Regions from separate parts of the Rattus norvegicus genome. Here region 2 is linked to region 1. The links are chromatin contacts, called in public Hi-C maps. All regions are on one chromosome and are shown on one strand. The core of a region is the stretch at or near the end of the contact, and the rest is flanking DNA. Distances in the headings are between cores, read along the strand shown.

Region 1 (6,464 bases), core at 2,105-4,604:
CCTTGGGCGTTGAGCCTGAGTTGGTAGAATGACAGGTGTGAGCCTCCATGCCGGGTCATCTTTCCTGTGCCCCATCTCCTCCCTCTGCCATCGTGGTACACGCTTAACACACTCTCTCCTTTCTAGGGATAAGCGTCTCAGTACAAATGATACAAACCGGCCAATCAGTAGGCACTGCTGCAGAACAGTTATTCATATCACTAAAATATGCTTTCCAGCCACCACTCACTCTCCACCGGTTCTCAGTCCCTAAACATAACATACAAGTTTCATGCCTATGCCTACGCTGTTCCTTTATCCAGAAGATTCTCCTATTTTGCTCTTCAGCAAGACACAGGATTGTGCGGGTTGCATAAACCAGTTTATGTAAGTGACGCCCCCTGCCAGTGTTGGACAGGGCACAGCCTTTCAAGGATGCCTTGGTTCCATCCTCAGTGACCCTGCAGGCTTTCTCAGAATAATTCGACTCTTGAGGACCCATTGTGCCGCCGAGTCCTACGTCAACTTTTCTTTATGAGAAAAAGTTACAGTGTTTGGAACAGCAGCAGTGACTGGACGGGAAACTGTGCTGAGGTGAATCACGATGGGGAGCTCTGGGGCTGGGGATCCAAGTAAGTGGCAGGTCTCCAAGGGGATGGAAGGAATTCTCAACTATCAGAGGGCTGTGGACTCATTTTAGTGGGCACAGGCTGGCTGGCACTGAGCAACTATAAAATGCCAGCTGCCACAATCCTGTGGAAGGAGGCCAGCGAGGGGCTTCCTAATGCAACATCTTCTTCAATATTCTGCCCTGCCCTGGTTTATCTGGGATTACAGACACGGGCTTTTGTATACCTACTCATAGAAAGAAGCTTAAAACTGGGCCATTAAGCCAAGAAAAACGTGCATATGCCTGAAATATCTGGGTATCCAGGAAACAGTCTGACTTGAATAATTATATACATACTTAAGATACATATACACACACTGAGCCTTACTCTGTCTTCCTCACTTCCTCCTCAGCCTCTCTTTTATCTCTGTCCCCTCCCTTTTGGGTTTCTCCAGCTTCTCCTTCTATCTAAAATTAGTATTCATCCCAATGCTTTAACATGAACCATTTTTCTCCCCAAACCCCCTCCTTCCTTCCATAAAGTTACCACTCGATTGACTCCCTGTGATCAACTCTCTCGAAATCTAAACCTATCAGTCAATTCTCCTGTTGCCTTGGCTAATGAGCTCCGGCCATCACTAACCTTAGAATTCTACCCTTACTGATGAGTCCTTTCAAAGCCGGTCACTCGCAGCTCATTTTTCTATGACGCTTTCAAAAAAAAGATGATCAAGGTCACTTTATTTATATAGGGAAGTCAATTCCATTGTATGATTGGAGCACCAAGGAAGCAATTCCTATCTGTGGAGACCCAACCCAACACACGAAACAAGATGTTTCCGAATTCTCTTCTTTTCTAAGCATAGATCTGAGATTTCACGCCAAGATGGCATGCTGGCAATGAACTCTGTGTCACCAGTCCACTGTGGTTATACCTAAGACTCATACAGAGAGGAATATTCTGTGGAAGCCAGGCACTGCTGTATCTATACACGACACAGTTCCTAGCATACACAGGCCCACCAGGAAGAGATTACAGCACACAGCCTTGACTTGAAAGTGAATGGAGAAAAAAAATTAAGCCAGAAAATGAGTGGGGGAGGACTCTTAGAAGAGTTATCAAACAAATGGCAAAAGGGAAGATACTGTTGGGGTTTTATGCCCAAAATGGCTGTCTGCTCTGTAAGTCCAACTTTAGTCTGCTTATTCCTCCCACCAAATATGCAAAATAAACTCACTCGTTCTAAAAACAGGAGAGTGTTATCACCATTAAGAGGTAAGCAGGATCTCAGGAGAGATTAAAGTATTTTCTTTTCACCCTAGTAAAGTGGGGGTGGGGACACTTCAATGACCCAAACCTGTTCTGGGTTTGGGGAAGTTTCGCTTTTTCTTCTCTCCCAGGGCAATAGATGTTTTTGTTTTCTTCCCCATACTGAAGGCCCTCTGAATAAAACCCTAAATCTTTAATACCACACTGAGGAAAGGAATTTGCTAGGTCCACACTTGGTCGGAAAGGAGAAGAAAAAGGGCACAGACATCCATTATTCAGAGTCTATCGCTAAATTAGCCTCCTTTATAACACGGCAACTCCATCCCAGCACACATTACGCCAGGGGCAGGGTGTGCAAAATGTGTGGGCACTGAAGCAGACCACATTTCACCGAAATGAGACTTCATCTTTTCAAACACCACCAGCATTGGCACAGATTTCAAAGAGCTCTTAGCTCAAACTGAATTATCGTGCAAATTATTGCATTTTAGCAATAAAAGTTTGGAAAATCTAATTAGCAGGTTGCTATTTGGTCAGAACTAAACTATACCGCCTGGGGGTTTTCCTATAAAAGGTGAGACCCAAGCACACCCCGCTGGCTAATGGAAAGAGGGGCGGGGTTGGGAGCCACACATCCCTCACATCCCTGGTTTGGAGCGCCAGGGGCCTCCAGGGGCAAGAAAAAGCCTAGCTGAGCTGCCAGGCAGACAGGACGGAGACTGGACGGACGGACGAACGGACGGTACGGAGAGACGGGACTGGACGGACTGGACGGGCAAAGAAGCTGTGCGTCCTACCCGGAGGGCTCCCTCCCAGGGCTGGCGGAGTACCTGCTCCGGTCATCCAGACTGCGGTTGTCGGCGGCCGCCGCGCGCCAGTCCGGCAGCGTGCTGGCGCACAGCACCACCATAGACACGATCACGAACACCACGGACACGCTGGCCAGGATCTGCGCGGCCAGCGACGACGTGGGCTCCTCGAAGGTCCGCCGCATGCGCTCCAGCCAGCGCCGGGAGGGAGCCGCCTCGGGCCCGGTGGGACGAGGCTGCTCGCGGCCCAGCTCGTCTGCCGCGTGGAAGGTGTGGGTGTCGGACATGCGGTCGTCTAGGCGGCGCTGGCAGCAGTACTCCAGGTGCGCGCCCTCCAGGCCCCAGTAGATCATCTCGTTGTAGAAGGAGAGCTCGCACATCCGCGGCGCGAAGCGCAGCTTCCCGTGGCCGCGCACGTACAGCAGGATGAAGCCGAAGGCCTCCGAGTGCCGGTCGAAGAAGTACTCGTTGCGCTCCCGGTCGTAGTCGTCGCACACCTCGAGCACGTCGCGCTCCGAGCGGCAGCCGTGCAGCCGGCTCACACGGCGCAGCGGGAAGTCCTTGAGCAGCTCCCGGGACAGCGAGTACCGGGCGCCGCCCACGTTCAGCACCACCGAGGCCGCCCCGCCGCGCCCGAAGGTCATGGCTGGCCGCCCCGGGGGCCTGCCCGCCGCGCGCACGGGGTGGCCGCGCCGTCGGGGCCCGCGCTTCCCCGGGGCTCGCGCCCCGCGCCGCCCGTGTCCCCCGCGGTGTCAGCGCCGCCGCCCCTCGCTCCCGGGTTCGCCCTTAGGAGTCCGGGTGGCTATCCGCAGCTCCAGGTGGCGCCGGTCTCCCGGAGGGCGAGCGTTAGCCGAGGCTCCGTGGGCAGGTCTCCCGGGTCCCCGGCGCACGCAGCCCGGCCGCCGTCCAGAGGCGAAAGGCAAAGTGAGCGGGCTCGGCGGCGGCGAGGAGCGGGCTCCGGGAGGCGGGGGCGGGGCCTCCCTCGCCGTCCTCCTCCTCGCCCGCCGGCTCCGCGCGCTCCTCTCCCTCCGCGCGCACCTCCTTGCCCGCCCGCGCCCGCACCCGCACCTCCCGGCTCGCTCGGGCTGGGATTCCCCGGCGCCCCGCCCCGGACCTCGGGCTCCCCGCCTCGTGACGCCGTGCGCCCCCGCCCGCAGTGGCCGGGAGGGGTGCGCGGGGCGTGATGCGAGCTGCGGGGAGCCCCGGAGCCATCGGGATGGTGGGCACACCTCCCCCAGGCTCCTTTGAACAGTCCCCGAAGGGACGAAACAGGAGAGAAGGAGGGGTGCAGAGGTGAGGACCAAGGTGCGAGGTTTGAAGTAGGCAGCAGACGGCGTCTGGATAAGACTTTGCCAGAGACTGTTGGGAACCCTGGTCGGCTTCTAAGGCCGCCCCAAAGGATTTCTCAAAGCAAGCAACCCAGTCGCGGCTTTGCCTGCCGACTTTGCGCTTCCTCTCCGCGCGTGGGGCGCCCCACGTGCAGTGCGCTCCGAAGGCGGCCGCGCACCAAGCTTCCCCCACCCCTCGCTCCCTGAGGGATGTTATGGGCCAGCGGACTCGCCCTAGTCCCCCGCTTTCCCAGCCTCGGGGTCCTACACCGCTCTCACGATGCCTCTGGTGGAGTGGGGTGGCAATCTGAAGAGAATCTTCTTTCACTGGCAAGGCCAGAATGTCTCATTGCCTCGATCTTGCATTTTCTTTTTCATGCTATCTCGATGTCCACTCCTTCCCTCCCCGTTGCACCCCGGTGCGACTGCGGCACCGGCCCTCCAAACGCAGAGGCAGTGTTAAGGCTTGGAGGAGTGGGGTTCGACTTGGCAGGCATTATTTTAAACAGCAGTTCACACATGCGACACCGGCAGCCCAGCCCGTCAAAGGCAAGAAACAGGTGAGTTGTATGTAAGGGAGACGATGTTGGATGCAAAACAAACACTGGATATAAGAATGAATAAGAGGGCGGAGGGGTGGGACAGAGTACCTGGGGAAGGGTTTTACTTTCTCCTCCACTTTCATAATTTTGTAAGACTGCCCGGTGCCCGCTAGAGGTCACCATAAAGAGCCATTTGCTCTGGTTCTAGGGTAGATGTGAAAACACAGCCGCCTGCAAATTTGAGTTGTTTCTGACAAAGTCACCCTGGGTGGTTCTTAGAGAATGAAAATCTCTCTAAGCTGTTTATCCGTAGACTTGGATCATTTATTTTCTAAAGCACTTAATGTGATTAAAAGCTCAAAAACAAGAGTTATTTATCTGCTAAGTAGCTACTAAGCGAGGAAAACATCCTGAAGGAAGTGAATTCAATACGGAATGGAAGGAGGTGCTGGCAGAAGGAGCCAAGGATTCCGGGGAGCAGATCCCAGATGCGAAAGATTAGCGACTGCAAAGAAAGCTAATGCATTTGTCTGGCTGGAACAACGGGAGTTCCGAGACCGGTGTCCACGCCGGGCTATCTGCAACGGGATCCCTGAAGCTTCAATAACAGAAGTGGCTAGATGAAAGCCTTAGTTTAGGAAGATGCTCTGCCCTGTGGGTTATTCTAAGGAAAAGGCTCTTTCGGCAAGCCAGGAATAGAAACCCTAACCTCGTGTCAGTAAAAATGAAGGCCAGTTATGAGAAACCCAGGCCAGTATCTAGCAGGTCTTCGTAATGGATAGATATGTCATAGGACACAGTGACCAGAGTGGGGGGAAAAAAAAATAAAAGCCGGTGAGAACCAGCCACCAGCCTGGCTTCTCACCAGCCAGAGCCAATTCACCAGCAAGTTGCTAAAAGCAACAAGCAAAAGAGTACAGCCATTGTGTTGGTTACTTGAACATTACTATATTTATTTCCTGTGCTCTCTATGCAAAAATCCCTTTACAGTCTGCTGTTGGAGGCAGTTAGAGAAATATCTCTTTTTAAATTAAATTCGAACTTGGAAAACAAATTAATTTGGTGACAATGCAGTGTATGCCTCATAAGTGTATTTTCATAATATTTATTGGCTGGATAGGTTTAAATCATTTTCTTTGTTCCTAATATAACTCTTGCTCTTAGCTGGTTATGATATCAGTAACCCAACAGCAATGTTCAAGTCATTTTCTCAAACAGAGTATACAGAATGATGGCTTTGTCTCAGTCTAACCTGGCTTAGAAAACATTCTTACAAACTGTCCTGCACCACCGTGTTCTGAGAGGACGTCTACAGGGAGAATTATTACACTCGGCTTCTCTTCTGGGTTCAGGATGGTGTCTGGGGTCGTCATGTGTAAATCCTCAGCACACGTTAAAATGTGAAAAGCATCAGGAAGGATTTGAGCTTGAAAGAAGGTGGGTTTTTTTTTCTTCTTTCCATTCTCAATGTGTTCACCCATTTCAGAGAGGAGTAACAAAGGTTTGTGCAAATGTGGCTGGAACTCGATAGAGACCCTCTAGCCACAGCAGTGTGGGAGGAGGAAGGCTCAAGCCAATCCTAGCTCTAGTCGCTCCCATGTCCAGCATCTAGATTGTCATCACAACTTCTCCCCATCATTCTTTCCTGCCCCAGGGACCCGTGCAATTCCCCCAGGCAGTCTTTCCTTTTCTCCAAGTCATCACTACTTCAAACTCGAAATGGAAACCTGGGGCCAGCCTGGGCTACATGAAGCTATTCTCCAAAGTCCTGGCTGGGGAGGTAGCCTAGTTGATAAAGTGGTTGCATCCATGAAGTCTGAATCAAATGAACTGGGTTTAGTGGAACACTCTTGTAATCCCAGCATTCAGGTTGTCCAAGATGGCTGCTGGGCTCATCCTCTGTGGGAAGCTGGCTGCAAAACGTAT
Region 2 (6,464 bases), core at 1,261-3,760, 130 kb before region 1:
GCATTTGCAAAGTGCATTTCTTTAGCAAAGTATCTATGCTGCGGGAAACAGTGCTCAGAATAAGGGTCTAGGGAGGAAGGGTCTGGAATAAGCAAGTCAGCTCTTCTGCAAGTACACAGGAACCCTTCCATACTAATGGGTTCTACTGACTGAGAAACAGTGCTCGGAAATCTGGGGTAGGCGTAATATCCTGTGGGGTTCAGGGTGAAGCACAGACCTACAGATAGCAAAAGGTCACCAGGTCACTGAATAGATCCAGTCCCAGCTTTCTGGATGTAAATGGTGTAAGTCCCCTTTGTTGAGAGCCTGACAGTTTTAACGTTCCTGGTTCCCCCAGTGCTATCTGTGGACACAAGTCTATAGGGACCGTGGAGCCAGCCCAAATCTACAATTTATAAACGTCCACCTAACCTTGCTTCTTTCCACACCGCCTAAGCAAAGTTTAAATGAGCTGGAGATGGAGCTCAGTGAGAAAGCACGTGTCTAGCATTTATGAAGTCTTGGACTCAATCCCTACAACCATATAAATAAATGTTTTTGAGTAACTTAGAAATTCTAATACTAGGGTGAAATCTAATTCAAGGGGAGCCAAACACACCCCACCCTGGATGTCCTGTCTATATCAAGGGCATCATTAGGCAATTCCTGCTCTGAATATCAATTTCATGTCGTCATTTAGTCAGATTTTTACTTTCTCCTTCTAAACAACAAAGCTTAGACTTTGCTTCAGCTCTACTAAAAACAATCTACAGGACTAGAGAAATGGTGAAGCAGTTAAGAGCACGGGCTGCTCTTTAGGGAGGACCCAAGTTTAATACCCTGCACCCACATGACTCCCAACTGGCTGTAATTCCAGTTCCAGGAGATCTGGAACCTCCTCTGGCTTCTGCAGACCAGACGGCATGAAGACAAAACACTCATATACGTATGCACTACAGAAGGTACAATGGAAACAGCCATTTCCCTACGTCTTCTGTCAAGAAATCAGACAATACTGGCAATCCTTTCCTTACAACTCATTACACTGGGCTTTCCAGATACCACATTAGCTTCCCTTCTAACCCTGGACTGTTCTGAGTGAATTTTCCTCATTCCCTTTCACATTTCTGTAATGGAACAATCGTCTCTCTTTTTTTTTAATTTATGTACTTCCAGAATGATCTCTCCATCAGCAAAGAGCCGCCTACCAGCCATGTCTGCTAAACACCACATTCATAAAACTCAGCAGCTACCAGATACATCATATCACCAAAAACTGAACACCTAAAAACACTTAAGACTTTTCCTCTTCAGCCTCCCATAAAATTCAAACTCAGTCCTTCTTGGCCTCCATTATCCTGAAAGTACATCTAATCTTGGATTGAAATCCTACTTAAACACTCTCCCTTAAGATGTGTCCTGTAAGGGTAGACATGAGGCAATAACCAGTCTCTGTTACAGCCCATACGAGTCACTATTCTAGCTAAGGCTTTTCAGCTTCGTGTTCCAGCAAGGCTTCTCGATCCACTCAGAGCAATGATTCAGCTTCTGGAGAATATATATATCATTTATCCGGCACCAACCATCTGCCAAAAAAACCCCGCTCACTCGACACATAGCATTTAACCCAAATTAATACTGCCCTGAACCAGAAAATGCTTTTGCTCACAAAAAAAAAAGTAGCCGTCAAGGTCACTAGATCAAGGCTGCTAAATTTAGTACTAACCCAGTATGAATGGACCTCTAAAATACCACATTTTCACAACACTGAGGCTGGAGATGGAAGCGTCATCAGTAGGATCTGTCTGGATAAATGTCAGATCGCCCAGTGGTCACGGTCACCGTCTGCTACTTTAAAATTAGCGAAAGCTTAAACGTTGTTGGCTGTCACTCCCCATGCTCTCCTCAGTATAGGAAAAAAAAATCCATGCCTTATGAGCAAGCTTCTCAATCCCGCCCTCCTCAGTCTTCCATTTGGTAGCTGGTGAAGCTGCTTTCTGAGAAGTGACAGGAGTAGTAACGTAGGGAAGTCACAAAGGCCACCTCAAGGAGAGAGAGCGGAAACTCAAATTCAGTTAAGTCTCCTGCGCACCACAGACTCTACGGGAAATCCATCTTAAATAAGCAGCCACCCCAAGGGTCACCTTGACCCCCGCAAGGTATCAGACCTATGTTTTGTGCCATGCAAACCTTGCCTAGGGTGCCGTACACACAGAGAAACCTCGGCGACTGCTCCAAGCCTGCGTGAAAGGATTCCAGGAGACGCGAGTAAGCCGGACCCATAGGCCGGCAGAAACCCCTCCCGGCTCGGACGTCGCGACTGCCTGCCTCGGGCCGCCGTTCTCTCGCTCAAGGCGACGCGGCACACCCGTACCTGCGGAGTATAGGCTTCCGAAGCCCAAGCACTAGCCAACTTCTGCGTGAAACTGCTAAACTTGTAGTACATGTTGGCTGAAGCCAGCTTCGCACTGCCGCTGCCTGTGCGACCGCCCTAGAAAAGGACCCGGCTTCCCCTTTGGCCCACCCAAAGCTCGGCGCAAGGACCCAGATCCAAGATGAGGACTGTCTAGATAGCGCCTGACCCAAAGTATACCCACTTAAGCAACGTCAGGGAAACAAACCGCGCTCTCTCAAGACTTAGGGACGTAAAAAGCTCTAAAAGACATGGAAAGAAGCTGTGCTGAGGCTTTCCGAAAACTCAGGCTTCTTTGTGCTGCTCATTTGTATGTGGGCAGTACCAAGACGCTATGACAGATGCGCAAGCGTCCTTTGGACAAAGAGGGCGGCTGAGAGCGCCACTCGCCCAGAGCGTTCTGGGCGGGGCCTGGAACTGGGGGCGGGGCCCGGCACGTAGGCGGGGTCTCGTCAGGTCCAGGTCCCGCCCCATTTGAGGGTTATTAGTATCTGTTGAGGGGTCTTAAGTTCCTAGGGTTGTTAGGAATTTCACCTCAATTAAGTCAAGAGCAGCTTTTTGGAGCCGGCAGTGAGTACATTACTTGTAAGCGAAATTCTGTCTTAATGCCTGGAAAAGTGACCAGAAAGGAGAAGAGTGATCTAGGAGAGAGAAGAGGAAAGGTGAGAAAAGAGAAGAGAGGAGAGGGAGGGAGGGAGGAGATGGTGAGAGGAAGAGAGGAGAGAAGGGAAAGAAGGAGAAGAGTGAGAGGGGAGAAAGAGGAGAGAGAGGAGAAGGAGGGAGAGCAGGAAGGGAGAGAGGAAGAGAGAAGAAAGAGGGAGAGAGGAAGGGAAGTAGGGAGGGAAGGAAAGGGAGAGGGAGAAAGGGTAGGGGAGGAACCTGTAGGCTTTGCGCAGAAGGCGTACACTTAATCAAAACATAAAGCACCTGTGTGTGCATCTTGCTTCTTTTGAGAGTGAGATCACTGTCTTCTGCATTCATTTATGGGAATTGGTTGCTCATCTCTCCCTGGCCTCTGTTCTTTGAGATAAATGCCTGCAGGGGAGGTGACTTGGAACACTTGTGAAATCTCTACCTTCTGCTTGAATGATGCAGCTCAGTTACAGCTTCCTGGTTATAGTAGTACTCAGCGCCACGCGGTGGGGCTTAAACTTCCACTCTGAGGCAAAAGCTACATAAAAGGAGTGTGCTGGTTTCTTACGCTCCAGAGACAAGTTTTTAGTCCTATCATTTAACCAGAGGTTTCTGCGCACACCTGATAGGTTTGCATACACTGTATTTTAAATGTAAATTGGTAATAAATAGCTAATGCTAAGCTTGATGTAGTATTTTCTCTAAATGTATTGAACCCCCACTACTCTAGACCATCTCTGTTTTACAGCACAGGATAATGAGGCCCAGAAAAATGAAGTAATTGCTGAGGCCAGCAATTAGTGGCAGAGTTAGTCACCAGGCTCAAGAGTACAGATAAATAGATATAAATCCATTCTAAGAAAAAAAAGAGTCAAAACTGTGCACTCCTGAGCAAAGATGTGATCTTTATAAATTCAGCACCTCTAATACCCTGGACAGCAAAGATTCCAGCTTCTTCTAATGATAAGTAATCCAAGGTTACTGTCCAGTCTGAGTTATTCTGTTGCTGCAACCAAACGCCATGACCAAAAAGCAAGTTGGGGGAGTTGGGGATTTAGCTCAGTGGTAGAGCGCTTGCCTAGTAAGCGCAAGGCCCTGGGTTCGGTCTTCAGCTGGGGGGGGGGTTGGGGAGGGGGAGCAAGTTGGGGAGGGGAGGGTTTATGCAGCTTACACTTCCACATTGCTGTTCATCACCAAAGGAAGTCAGGGAAGGAACTCAAGCAGGTCAGGAAGCAGGAGCTGATGCAGAGGCCATGGAGGGGCATGGCTTACTGAATTGCTTTCCCTGGCTTGCTCAGCTTGCTTCCTTATAGAACCCAGGACCACCAGCCCAGGGGTAGTACTACCCATAATGGCTGGGTCTTCCCACATCAATCATTAGTTAAGAAAATGCCTTACAAGGCTGGAGAGATGACTCAGCCGTTAAAGGCTACAACCAAAAATATAAGAAATGCCTTACAGTCAGATTTTTGTGGAAGTTTCTCAATTCTGTGCATTTTCTCAGTTGAGGTTTCCTCCTTTCAGATAATACTAGTTAGTGTGTCAAGTTGACATAATTCTAGCCAAGATGGTGCCTTTACAAAGGCATGGGATAATGTAAAAAAGAGAAGAAAAAGAAAAATCGAAATTTCTGTTTGAGTTCTAGTTTCTCCACAACTGAAAGAATTGAGCCTAATTTAAACCTAATTTGGAACCTCTTTACCTCTTTAGTGGAGGAGTAGCCATCGTTACCTTGTCTCCTTTGCTCCTAGTCAGAGAGTCAACCATTCAGGAAATTATAAAGCTTATGGTAAGCTCATGGCCTTAGCTGCTTTATCCTTTCAGTTTTCCACAGAGCTTGACTATAGATAAGAAGCCTAATTAACACAGTTAATTAACACAGATCTTTTTTTTTTAGATTTATTTATTTATTTCTTGTATATGAGTACACTGTAGCTGTCTTTGGACACACCAGAAGAGGGCATCGGATCCCATTACAGATGGTTGTGAGCCACCATGTGGTTGCTGGGAATTGAACTCAGGGCCTCTGGAAGAGCAGTCAGTGCTCTTAACTGCTGAGCCATCTCTCCAGTCCGATCTTGGTTATTCTAATTCAGTGGTTCTTAACCTTCCTAATGCTGCGGACCCTTTAATACAGTTCCTCGTGCTATGGTGACCCTGAACCACAAAATTATTTTCATTGCTAATTTATAACTGTGATTTTGCTAATGTTACGAATTGAAATGTAAATATTTGATATGCAGGGTATCTGATATGTGACCCCCAAGTGGCTCACGGGTCCACAGGTTGAGAAACACTGCTCTAAATCATTTTAAACTAATCAAATGTTGGCATTTTTAAGAAGAGGAAGAGGAAGAGGAAGAAGGAGGAAGAGGAGGAGGAGAAAGAGGAGAAGCAGAGGAGGAGAAGGAGAAGCAGAGGAGGAGGAGGAAGAAGAGAAGGAGAAGCAGAGGAGGAGGAGGAAGAAGAGGAGGAGAAGCAGAGGAGGAGGAGGAGAAGAAGCAGAGGAGGAGAAGGAGAAGCAGAGGAGGAGGAGGAGAAGCAGAGGAGGAGAAGGAGAAGCAGAGGAGGAGAAGGAGAAGAAGCGGAGGAGGAGGAGGAGAAGGAGAAGAAGAGGAGGAGGAGGAAGAGGAGGAGGAGAAGCAGAGGAGGAGGAGGAGAAGAAGCAGAGGAGGAAGAGGAGGAGGAGGAAGAGGAGGAGGAGGAGGAGGAGGCAGCTTGCTAGCAAATACTGGGTGTAAGGACAGGTTTTTCCTAGGTTGATCTGGAGTAAGAAAAGTGAATGGTTTAGGAGAGCTCCCATCTCCCTCCTATCTCTGGACATGTTTTGGAAGAGGCTTCCTAGTGTCTAGCAGCATCAGGTGTAGCAGCTTTTTGAAGTCTAAAGGTGCTTGTCAACACTGCTGATTTTCTTAAAATCCCTGCCTTCTGATTTTAGATCCTGCAAGACATAAATTAAGAATCCTGAAAATGTTACACCAGCCAGGCTGTTCAGTGGGAGATAAAATGTCAGTAGCAGAGTGTGGGTTGGGATGTCACATGGAGTGGCTGATCGTGGAGAGATTTTTGTCTCATTTCCCAAATAAGATGCAGCGCTCTGACAGCACTGAGGCACACTCTCCTCAGCCGCACTGCACATCCCACCCGGCATCAGACAGCGTCCCTTTTTTTTTTTTTAACCATGATACCTTCAGGTTGTTCTCCAGATGGTCTGCTGAAGGGAACTGACCAGAGCTCAGGATAAAAAAGCTTGCCAAATGCTGAGTGATGCGAATGGGTGCGGACGCCAACTGGTGGATCAGAAGTGCTTGCTGCTTCTCCTTTTGTGAGGGCAGTGTCCTAACGGCCTCTGGCAGGCTGCTCTGTGAAAGCATTTAGGCCATGGATGGGAAGCCAATATAAAGTTCAAACTGAGTTATGCTCAACATAGATAGGAACT

Evidence for each region. Hi-C and Micro-C count contacts between places; a contact is called where the count stands out from the background.
Region 2: a Hi-C map of frontal cortex shows a contact between it and region 1, with 2.1 times the contacts expected there. The contact joins the promoter of Cox7a2l here to the promoter of Kcng3 in region 1. A contact is called at or near these places in 2 of 12 Hi-C or Micro-C datasets (frontal cortex and mammary epithelial cells).

What each region holds. Positions count from the first base shown.
Region 1 is chr6:16,800,732-16,807,195 of GRCr8, reverse strand. It overlaps Kcng3 (potassium voltage-gated channel modifier subfamily G member 3), which reads right to left and starts at 3,354. Exons shown (of 2, transcript NM_133426.2): 1 at 2,657-3,354. The coding sequence starts at 3,312.
Region 2 is chr6:16,932,841-16,939,304 of GRCr8, reverse strand. It overlaps Cox7a2l (cytochrome c oxidase subunit 7A2 like), which reads right to left and starts at 2,510. Exons shown (of 3, transcript NM_001399340.1): 1 at 2,354-2,510. The coding sequence starts at 2,425. LOC134479098 (a long non-coding RNA gene) reads left to right here and starts at 2,561. Exons shown (of 2, transcript XR_010052175.1): 1 at 2,561-3,054.